2 separate regions of the Mus musculus genome follow, and region 2 is linked to region 1. The links are chromatin contacts, called in public Hi-C maps. All regions are on one chromosome and are shown on one strand. The core of a region is the stretch at or near the end of the contact, and the rest is flanking DNA. Distances in the headings are between cores, read along the strand shown. Region 1 overlaps Slc44a1 (solute carrier family 44, member 1). Region 2 overlaps Slc44a1 (solute carrier family 44, member 1).

What was found. A called contact is a pair of places that touch in the nucleus more often than the background predicts.
Region 2: a contact with region 1 is called in a Hi-C map of cerebral cortex, with 2.5 times the contacts expected there. The contact joins two enhancer-like sites. A contact is called at or near these places in 4 of 39 promoter capture datasets (cranial neural crest, liver, second pharyngeal arch cranial neural crest and 1 more), 5 of 484 Hi-C or Micro-C datasets (the 63-12 cell line, the C10 cell line, cerebral cortex and 2 more) and 1 of 115 datasets of contacts at active chromatin or transcription factors (embryonic stem cells).

What each region holds. Positions count from the first base shown.
Region 1 is chr4:53,475,878-53,480,285 of GRCm38.p6, reverse strand. The region is part of intron 1 of Slc44a1 (solute carrier family 44, member 1); the gene reads right to left. Among named protein-coding and RNA genes, the nearest start is that of Slc44a1, 38 kb to the right of the region's middle. Within about 2 kb of position 2,180, at least 28 of the 459 cell types and tissues checked have an H3K27ac peak or open chromatin away from gene starts, as enhancers often do. A contact at or near this core is called in cerebral cortex, where this site is marked.
Region 2 is chr4:53,551,835-53,556,242 of GRCm38.p6, reverse strand. It overlaps Slc44a1 (solute carrier family 44, member 1), which reads right to left. Exons shown (of 16, transcript NM_001374697.1): 13 at 2,620-2,757. Among named protein-coding and RNA genes, the nearest start is that of Fsd1l, 77 kb to the left of the region's middle. Within about 2 kb of position 2,037, at least 12 of the 459 cell types and tissues checked have an H3K27ac peak or open chromatin away from gene starts, as enhancers often do. A contact at or near this core is called in cerebral cortex, where this site is marked.

The sequences.
Region 1 (4,408 bases), core at 931-3,430:
GAGCACACCAATTGACTGTGCAGGGCCAAATGGTCAACCCTGAAAACCTAGATGCAAGTGACGGTATGTGAACTAAGTAGGGTATATTTAGAAATATTTGGATATTCATCATATATGCATGCAATAACAACTACTGGAAAAGAGGCCTTGAAATTGAAGGATGTCAGGGATGGGTGTACGGGAGGGTTCGTAGAGACAAAAGGGAAAAGGGGAAAGGTTGTAATCTCAAAAAAAAAAGAAAAGTCAGGGGAAACCTCCCTGCAAGAAGTAGATTGAAGCCTTTATTGGTTCCATACGAGCAATTCAGGAAGAGCTGTCAGTGGGAAGGGCCCGAGCAGAAGGCAATGGAGACAGGGGTGACATCCTGTGGTATGACAGTACTTAGTTATAATCAGGCTTAGTTCTCCTTCTAAACAACCGTGTTAAACTACATATCCTTTGATGAAAGCTCCAGATTCTTGTCTTAAAATATACACATGTATTTATATGATTTTCTTAGGAATCCAAAGTTCAAGGTTAGGAAGCTCCCATTAAAATAGCTGCCTACAAGGACCTGAGTTCAATTCCCAGCACCCATGTGGTTGCTCACAACTATCGTAATTCCAGTTCCAAAGGAGTCAACACCTTCTGACTTCCATGGGCACATGGTACACGTGTATACATGCAGCTATGCCTATACATAAAATAAATAAATCTTTTTAAAAATAGCCACCTCTGAGATGGAAAGAAAGATCGTTTGGTGAAGGATCTGAGTTGATTGTCTGCACATGGGTAAAAACATCAGGTATGCAGGGATGCACCTGCAATCCTAGTTGGGGACAGACCAAGGCAAGAGGATCTGTGGCACTTGTCAGCAGCAAGTCGTGTTGGATTAGGGAGTTTCAGATTCAGTATGTGACTGTGTCTCCAAAAATAAGATGGAGGGCCCCATGGACAAAGGTTCCTACCACAACATGTGCTGAACTCAAGTCAACCCCCAGGATCCACAGGAGAGGAGAGAACTGACTCCCTCAACTCAAGTTCTTCTCTGACCGCTACATGCATACTATATGTAGGGCATGCACATAGAAGAAAGAATGATGTGTGTGTGTGCACGCGTGTACGTGTGTGTGTGTGTGTGTGTGTGTGTGTGTGTGCTGTCAAGAGTGACTGAGGAAGGCATCAGATGTTAATCTCTGACCTTCACATGCACACAAACACCACACACATTATATGTCATACACAACTAAATAACTGCCTAGCAACAATGAAGGCAGAGAACTTGAGCTACAACCATTTCTTTCTGACTCCTAAAGCACTAAAGACAAACGTCTCCTTATGCCTTACACTGTTCAACTGTTACAACAAAAATACTGTTAGCGTGTTCCCAGACACCCACACAAGAAAACAAAAGAACACTAACTAGTCATGGAAAAAACCCTCACCGAGGACACTAACTAGGGGTGGGACCCAGGAATGAGTAGGCAGTTTCCTCCAGAGGAGAGCAGCACTGTGGCATTAACAGATGGGGACTCCTCTCCCCGACTCTGCTATTAACTAGCTGACTTCAGATAAATTGCTTCATCTCCTTGAATGGCAGGGAAAGAGAGAGACTGGATCTCTTACATTATTTCCAACTCTACAAATCTAAGATCAGGATTGTACTTTGGTACAAACTTTTGGGATGGAAAGAAAAGCAACTACAAAGTAACACCATTATTCTTAAGTTGTCCCAATGCCTGAATTGTGGTCTGTACTTGGGAAGACAGCTGCTCACTGTGTGAAAAAAGAATGATTCTTTGTATTAAATAATTTCAGTCTTGAATAGTGCCCATTGCAGGAAAATTACTCACAGACACAGTATCTGGAGACCTCCAAAATTCATTATATTTACTCCACAGTAACTTACAAAGCGTAATTTCCAGCTCTACTGGAAAACACTATTGTTTGTTTGTCTTAAACCCAATGCATAGGAGGGTCAGAGCCCCCGACTGATGGAGTTTCTTCATCTGCAACCATTTTCAGCTCAACATTCAGTTTGTTGCTGCTTAAGTTTCCATCTACAGCATAAAGCCAGAGGATCTTCAGTATGACAAGACAAATACAAAGACTCAACTCTGCAACAGATAGAGCTGTTGTGAGCCACTGCTGTGCCAAATACACAACAAAGCTCTACTGAATGTAAGGAGGGAGGATGAGAGTTACAAAGAAAAAATGGTGACAGAATCCAGGGAGACTGGAAACATAGAAGGGCAGCTGGGCCACACATTATAACAAAGGAGACAGTCCAGAAGAGTAGAGCAGGCTTCATGACAGTATGGGTCACTCAAAAGCACTGGATTCTTGGTTATTTTTTATTACACATCAATATTCACTTTTTAGTTTAACCACCCTCCTAATTGTTAAACAATGTTAAAAATTTGTTTACAATGTGACCTTTTTTCATAAAAGGTGTAAGAATACTAAACTCTCTTTCCCTTTTAGTTATATTGAACTATTGGTCTAATGGCAGGATATTTTATTCTGGCTGCCATTTATAATGCTACCAACGACTGGTTTCTTATTAAGCAGGAATTCCTATACCTAAAGCTTTATACACACTTGGTCTTGCTGATGCAGGTACCATCCTTGCTTCAAAGATGAACAAACTTGGGCTCCAAAATTAAATAAGCAGCTCAAGGTTGCTTGTTCAGAGTTGTGCAGCCAGGATTTCAATTCCAAGTCCATGACTCCAAAGTCAACTCCAGTAAGACTGCTAAATCCTCCTATTAGCAGTCAGTAAGTGGCATTAGCAATTCTTCACATTGCAAATACTCGGAAACCAGGATGATAACGTTAACATCCTGTAGGTGTGGGAAAACTGAGTGAGGCATATTATGAGCTATGAAATTTCTCAAGCGAGCCAAGAAGCCCAACAGTTGAAAATTTTTAATGATTTTTTTAACAGATGTAACCAAGTGACAACTGGATTTAATGCTATCTGTTTCTTCCAATTAACATCTCATACAGACCCAGAAAATGGGCTGCAGGTGCACTTTAAAACGTGAGTTTTATTCTTCCGTCAGATTCTACAGGAGATTGATATAGACTGCCGATAAACGTTCGGTCTTTCTCCTCTCACAAAATCTTACCACTTAGGAACTAAACAGAACCAAGTAACCATGCGGAGTTGCCCTTTAATGAGTGTCTGAGAGCAGGAGGGAGAGAGGAAAGGTCTCAGCAAAGACTCCTACTGTACTCACGACCTCTTTCAATCCTCAAAACATCCCCATCAGTATTGTACAATCTCCACTCTTTGATTATTTAGGAAAGGAAATGAAGACTAAGGGAACACTTCCCTGAAACCTAAGTTCTCAAACTCTAGCACGGAGAGAACAATGCGAAGAAATTCTCCAGGACATACTGGACGTTTAAAAAACAATTTAAAACAAGCACAGCCGGGCTTGTCTGTAAATAAATATGGCCAAGTTCGTGATGAGTAACGTCAAGGTACCCAACACAAACAGAAAAGAATTCCAACTCAGAAACCAGAAGCACACAATTCAAAGGGTATGACAAAGATGGCATGACCTAACATACGCAGAGCAGGAACCAAAGGAAGATGGGAGGAAATGGGAAATATTTGAAGACATAGTAACTGAAAAGTTTTCCGAAGATAATAAAAGAAGTCGAAGCACATGTCTCAGGAATCAGAAATTTATGCCAAATAAGACAAATAGAGCATGCAAGTGCACACACACGCGCACACACACACACACACGCACACACACACGCACATGCACACACACGCACACACACACGCACATGCACACACACACACACACACACACACGCACGCACACAAATACTACATAAAAAATGTGTATCTATTCTTCTATGCCAGACCACATATGTCATTCATATTATTTATGTTCTCATATCCTTAAAGCTAGATAAGGACAAGACTTGGCATCTCTACATTCCTACACTTTACACTGCATGGGCATCTAACGTTTTAGTTTCTGCAATACCTCTTATAAACATCAAAGCTCTAAACAACTGTATGACTGACCCTATATTCACCCCAAACTCTTAAGAGCTGAACCAATGGCCTCCCAAGAAGCCGATGAGCTTTGTGAAGGATACGAATTTTCTTTAGGATATCAACCTGTACAACTTTCAATATTATGTCATGGAGAAATATATTCAGTGAACTTATTTGTAGCTAACACCAGCATACAGAAATGTTGGCAGGTGCTGAGCTGTAACTAGTTAGTTCAGTTTACTAGTCACAAGTGCCTGGAGAGCACCAGCTGTAACTGGGCAGGCCACGGGAGAGGGCTGGTAGATAGGAATCTACTTCATAGAATTAGGCAGAGCAAAACGGATTAAGAAGCTATAAAAAGATCAGACTGGCAAAGGCAACAATCTGGATTTAAAAGCGCCAACT
Region 2 (4,408 bases), core at 788-3,287, 76 kb before region 1:
GAGATACTAGCTTTCATTCTTATAATGCACATTTTAGTTCAATTCTTAGTTCTCAAGCCGGGCATGGTGGTACACACCTTAATCCCACCACTTGGGAGACAGAGGCAGTTGGATCTCTCTGAGTTTGAGGCCAGCCCTACAAAGTGAGTTCTAGGACAGCCAGGGCAGTAAGTTATACAAAGAAACTTTGTCTCGGGGGAAGGAGATGAAGAAGACGTATTAGTCCCTGTTTGGGAGTACTGGAGATCATGCCTAGGGCCTCGTGCATGCTCAGGACATGTCTGTCTCCAGTATTTTTACTCGGCCTTTTCACTGTCTGAATTATATACATTTCTTTGTCATATTCTAAACTCACAAGAGAACAGGGTTTACCAGGCCGGCTTTTAAATCCAGCCATTTCTCTAGTTCTCGGCATTACACTGTTTACAAAAGGTCCCTATTACAAATAAAGCTACATTCAGTTGTATTCAGAACTGTTTTCAGGGGTAGTTCTGACATTAACACGATTATTAAATAAAAAGGCTTTTCTGTAAAAGTCCAAGGACAAATTTAATGTTAGTTGAGATAACTATTATGGTTAGATCGGACAGGCATGGATATCAACTCCAGCCTTGCCACATTCCAGTTCTCAAAATGTGTCTAGTAGATTACCTCTCTACACTTTAGTTTCCTCTGCTATGGAATATAAAACACTAATAGGTCACCTGCCAGAGGATGTGACACCTCTCTCTCTCTCTCTCTCTCTCTCTCTCTCTCTCACACACACACACACACACACACACGTGTGCTCGAGTGAACACACACATGCTTGCTCTCTCTCTCTCTCTCTCTCTCTCTCTCTCTCTGTGCTCATTCTATTTTAGCTCTAGGGAAGAGTTATGAAGTTGTAAACAGTATAAACAAAACAGAGTCTCCAGCCCTTTCTGAGTCAGCATGTATCATCCACACACTCAGTACCACCAGCCAACCCTGCTCTTGACTCTTAGACACTGACGCCTTCACCTTCACTATAGAAATGTCCTCTCCTATAAAAACATAACACAAGCAAATCTGTTATAATGTAAACTTATTTACAGATATTCAAAGTAACTACCCTTAATTGTTTTCAGATGACAGTTCCCTAGGAAGTTACACACTTCAAAACACACAAAGCTGTGCTTCCACTAGACAAAACAAGTTTCTGTTCTTTTCAAAGACATTTTACAGGCACAGTTGCTGCCCCACCCCAGTGTATAATAACTGTGTCTAATGGGGTACGGACCCTACTGTTTGTGAGTAATTGTGAAGATCATCAACGCAACACAGAGAAGGTGTATAAGAGCGTGTACAGAAAGAGTGCGATCACCAAGTATGTATGCCGTCCCCCACAGAGGCACGCAGCTGAGACTTCACTGGAGGCACACAGGCCTGAGGAGTGGCATTCCAATGGTGCTGCAACATGTTTAATTCTTTCATTTTTCAAACTGCCTAAATAGCCTCTGGTTTTAAATGCAGGAGCAATGAATCTAAGTATAATGCTATTTATAATTCAGAAGGTTTTGATAGCATGGAATAAACTCTTTTCTCAGCTCTAAGGAAAGTAGGTCTTGTTCCCTAACAGCTCTATTTTAAAAGGATTTTTATATAATAACATCTAACATTCTACCATAACTGCTAACATTCACCAAAAAAAAAAAAAAAAAAAAAAATCAACAATGTGTCAAGCACCGTCCTAGATACCCTGGGTGATTAACCAGTCTAAGACTTACAACACTAAAAATGTGTCCCCATTATTATCCCAAGTGTACAAATAGCCACACAATCAGCAGCATGAATTTAACCAGAACCTTAGACCCCAGCCTCCAGGATCAATACCATCCCTGCCCAGTTACTTTCCTGCTGCTAACACCAGAAGCAACATGGACAGGAAAGGGTTCGTCTCATCTTACACTTCCATGTAATATAACATGCCATCTCTGAAAGTCCGGGTAGGAGCTCCAGGCAGAGCCTGGAAGCAGGCACTGAAGGTGTGGAGAGTGCTGCTTGCTGGCTTGCCCCTCATGCTTTGTTAGTCTGCTTTCTTACACAACACAGGACACCTGCCCAGGGGCTGGGCCCTCCCACATCCATCACTATCAGGAAAATGCCTCCGCAGACTTGCCTAGAGTCCAGAATTACAGAGGCATTTTCTCAATGAAGACTCCCTCTTCACAGACGTGTCGAGGTTTGTGCCAAGTTGACAGGAACCAGGTGTTCAGACAACCCTCATCATTGCATAGACTGTTTCCATAATTCTTTTTTTCTTTGTATGTGTGGTTCTAGGGATTGAAATCATGTTTCTGCACATGCTAGCAAGTGTTTTAGTGAGCTATATCACTCCTGATCTCTTCTTTAAAAACAAAAAACCTGCATGCCTGTTAACTCAGAATAACAGTGCTTAACTCAAAAAAAATTATTAAAGATTAAATGAATATAATACCTGTAAAGTAAATTAAGAAGTAGTTAATGCCTATTAAGGTATCATGAATGTTTGCTACATAGTAAATGGCTTCTAGTTTTGTGCTAGGTTACATTGTGTTTTTTAAATTAAAGAACAAAATTTTGTACCTTTATTCAGCGTGACAGTACAGGTGGCCTTACCTTGCCTAGGAACAGCATGAAGTCCCCCACTGTGTTGATGGCAGCCACTCGCAGAGCGTTCTCCACTAGAATGACGAAGGCATCCTTTGCTGAGGTGCAGAAGTTGGTGCTATTGATAGCTGTGGCTGTGTATGCATTCTAGAAAAGAAGGGGGGGGCACCAATCACCAGAAATGTAATTTTGAAAGGCACTAACCATGTATGTTTACAACACATCTTGTGAAAAGTCTTCAATAAAGCCCATGGCTTTCACGTGGTGTAAAGTAAGCCTGGAAACGGAACATACGAGCCAGAACCGGGTGGACGGGAGGGAGGAAATTGCTGTGGTAAACGGGTCACTTTCCAGTCCTCTTAACGGGGCCTCATGGAGACAAAACACGAATGTTTTGACATCCATGAACTTCCTCTCTGCCTTCCAAAAGTTACGCAGAATTTAAACTTTCCTGGATGTCTGAAATGTGTGAATCAATGGACCCAGGCTACACTGCTAACCATTGCTTTCTTGGTACAAAATGCTGAGCGTTCCAAAGCCGAGGAAAAAGCTGCACCTGAGAAACGACAGGCCAGAGTCATGGGGTCTGTAGGAAGCCAGAAGACTCCAGCAATCCAGCACAACTCCGATAGAGATCCTCATCATAAAAATGGCCATAATTTACTACCTGGATATGTTTATTTCAAAAGCCAAGATACAGTATTTAAAAAAAAAAAAACGAGAGCACTGCTTTTCTGATAATATTCATTCATTCATTCATTCATTCATTCATTCATTCATCCTTGCTTCCTTACATGGTCATCTGCCCACCTGTTCTATGAGGCTAGACCATAGCAGGAACAAAAGATTAACAAACCTAACTGCAGTGTTCCACTTTTTTCCCCCTGTCTTCTACAAAAACTCCTTTTGAAACATTCTACACAGTGCCTCAGTAAAGTAAAAATAAACCCTCCTTTGAACTTGAGTTACAGTTACCCTGCTGGAAGACTGTGGAAGGCACCGTGGCAGCCAGACCTATCCTTAAAGAGCACAGAATGGTCCCCTGGCTCCCTAGCTCCCTGGCACTCGTAAAAATACCCATCGAGCCATTTGTCCCTGAGCAAGGATGGTCAAGCAACCACCGAAGGGCCCTGGCTATGCCTGGCCTGATGGCTGCCTTCGTAAAGGAAGTTTTGCTGGGACAATGCCCTGCTCATTTGGCTGAAACAAGTGTTTGTCACTGAGAGTACATGGCCCATGAGAAAGGCAAAGACGCTTTCTGGTTCTTTCCAGGAAAGGGCGACTAAGCTCTCTTCTGCAGTACTGCAGAGGATGAGGACTAAGGTAGGGACCCGTTCCTCGTCGCTTTAGAAACACAATGCTCATTCAATGCTCACCCCTAGCTTTACCAGCGTCCAGTCTTTTAGCATGTTTTATTATAATCTTTGTTCCTTTTATTTCCCACCTTGGTGCTAGGAAGGAAACCTAGACCTCAAATGTTCTGGGCAAGGGATCTAACAAGCTGCAGCCCAGGCCTTCATAACTGTTTTATTCATTTATTTATTTTGTTTTTGAGACAAGAGTTGCTATGTTGTCTGGACTGGTCTCAAACTTGATGGATATTTGAGAATGGCCTTAAACTCCTGATCCTCCTGCCTCTCCCTCCATCGTGCGTGGATTACAGGCATGCACACCATGCCTGGCCAGTTCTTTAGCCCAGTGATTTACTGGAAGCAGTCTTCAATGATGTAGGATGTAAACCCCTTGGCGAGAAAACCTCCGCTGCTCTGTTATTTATTTCATGTGTCTGGTGCTGGTG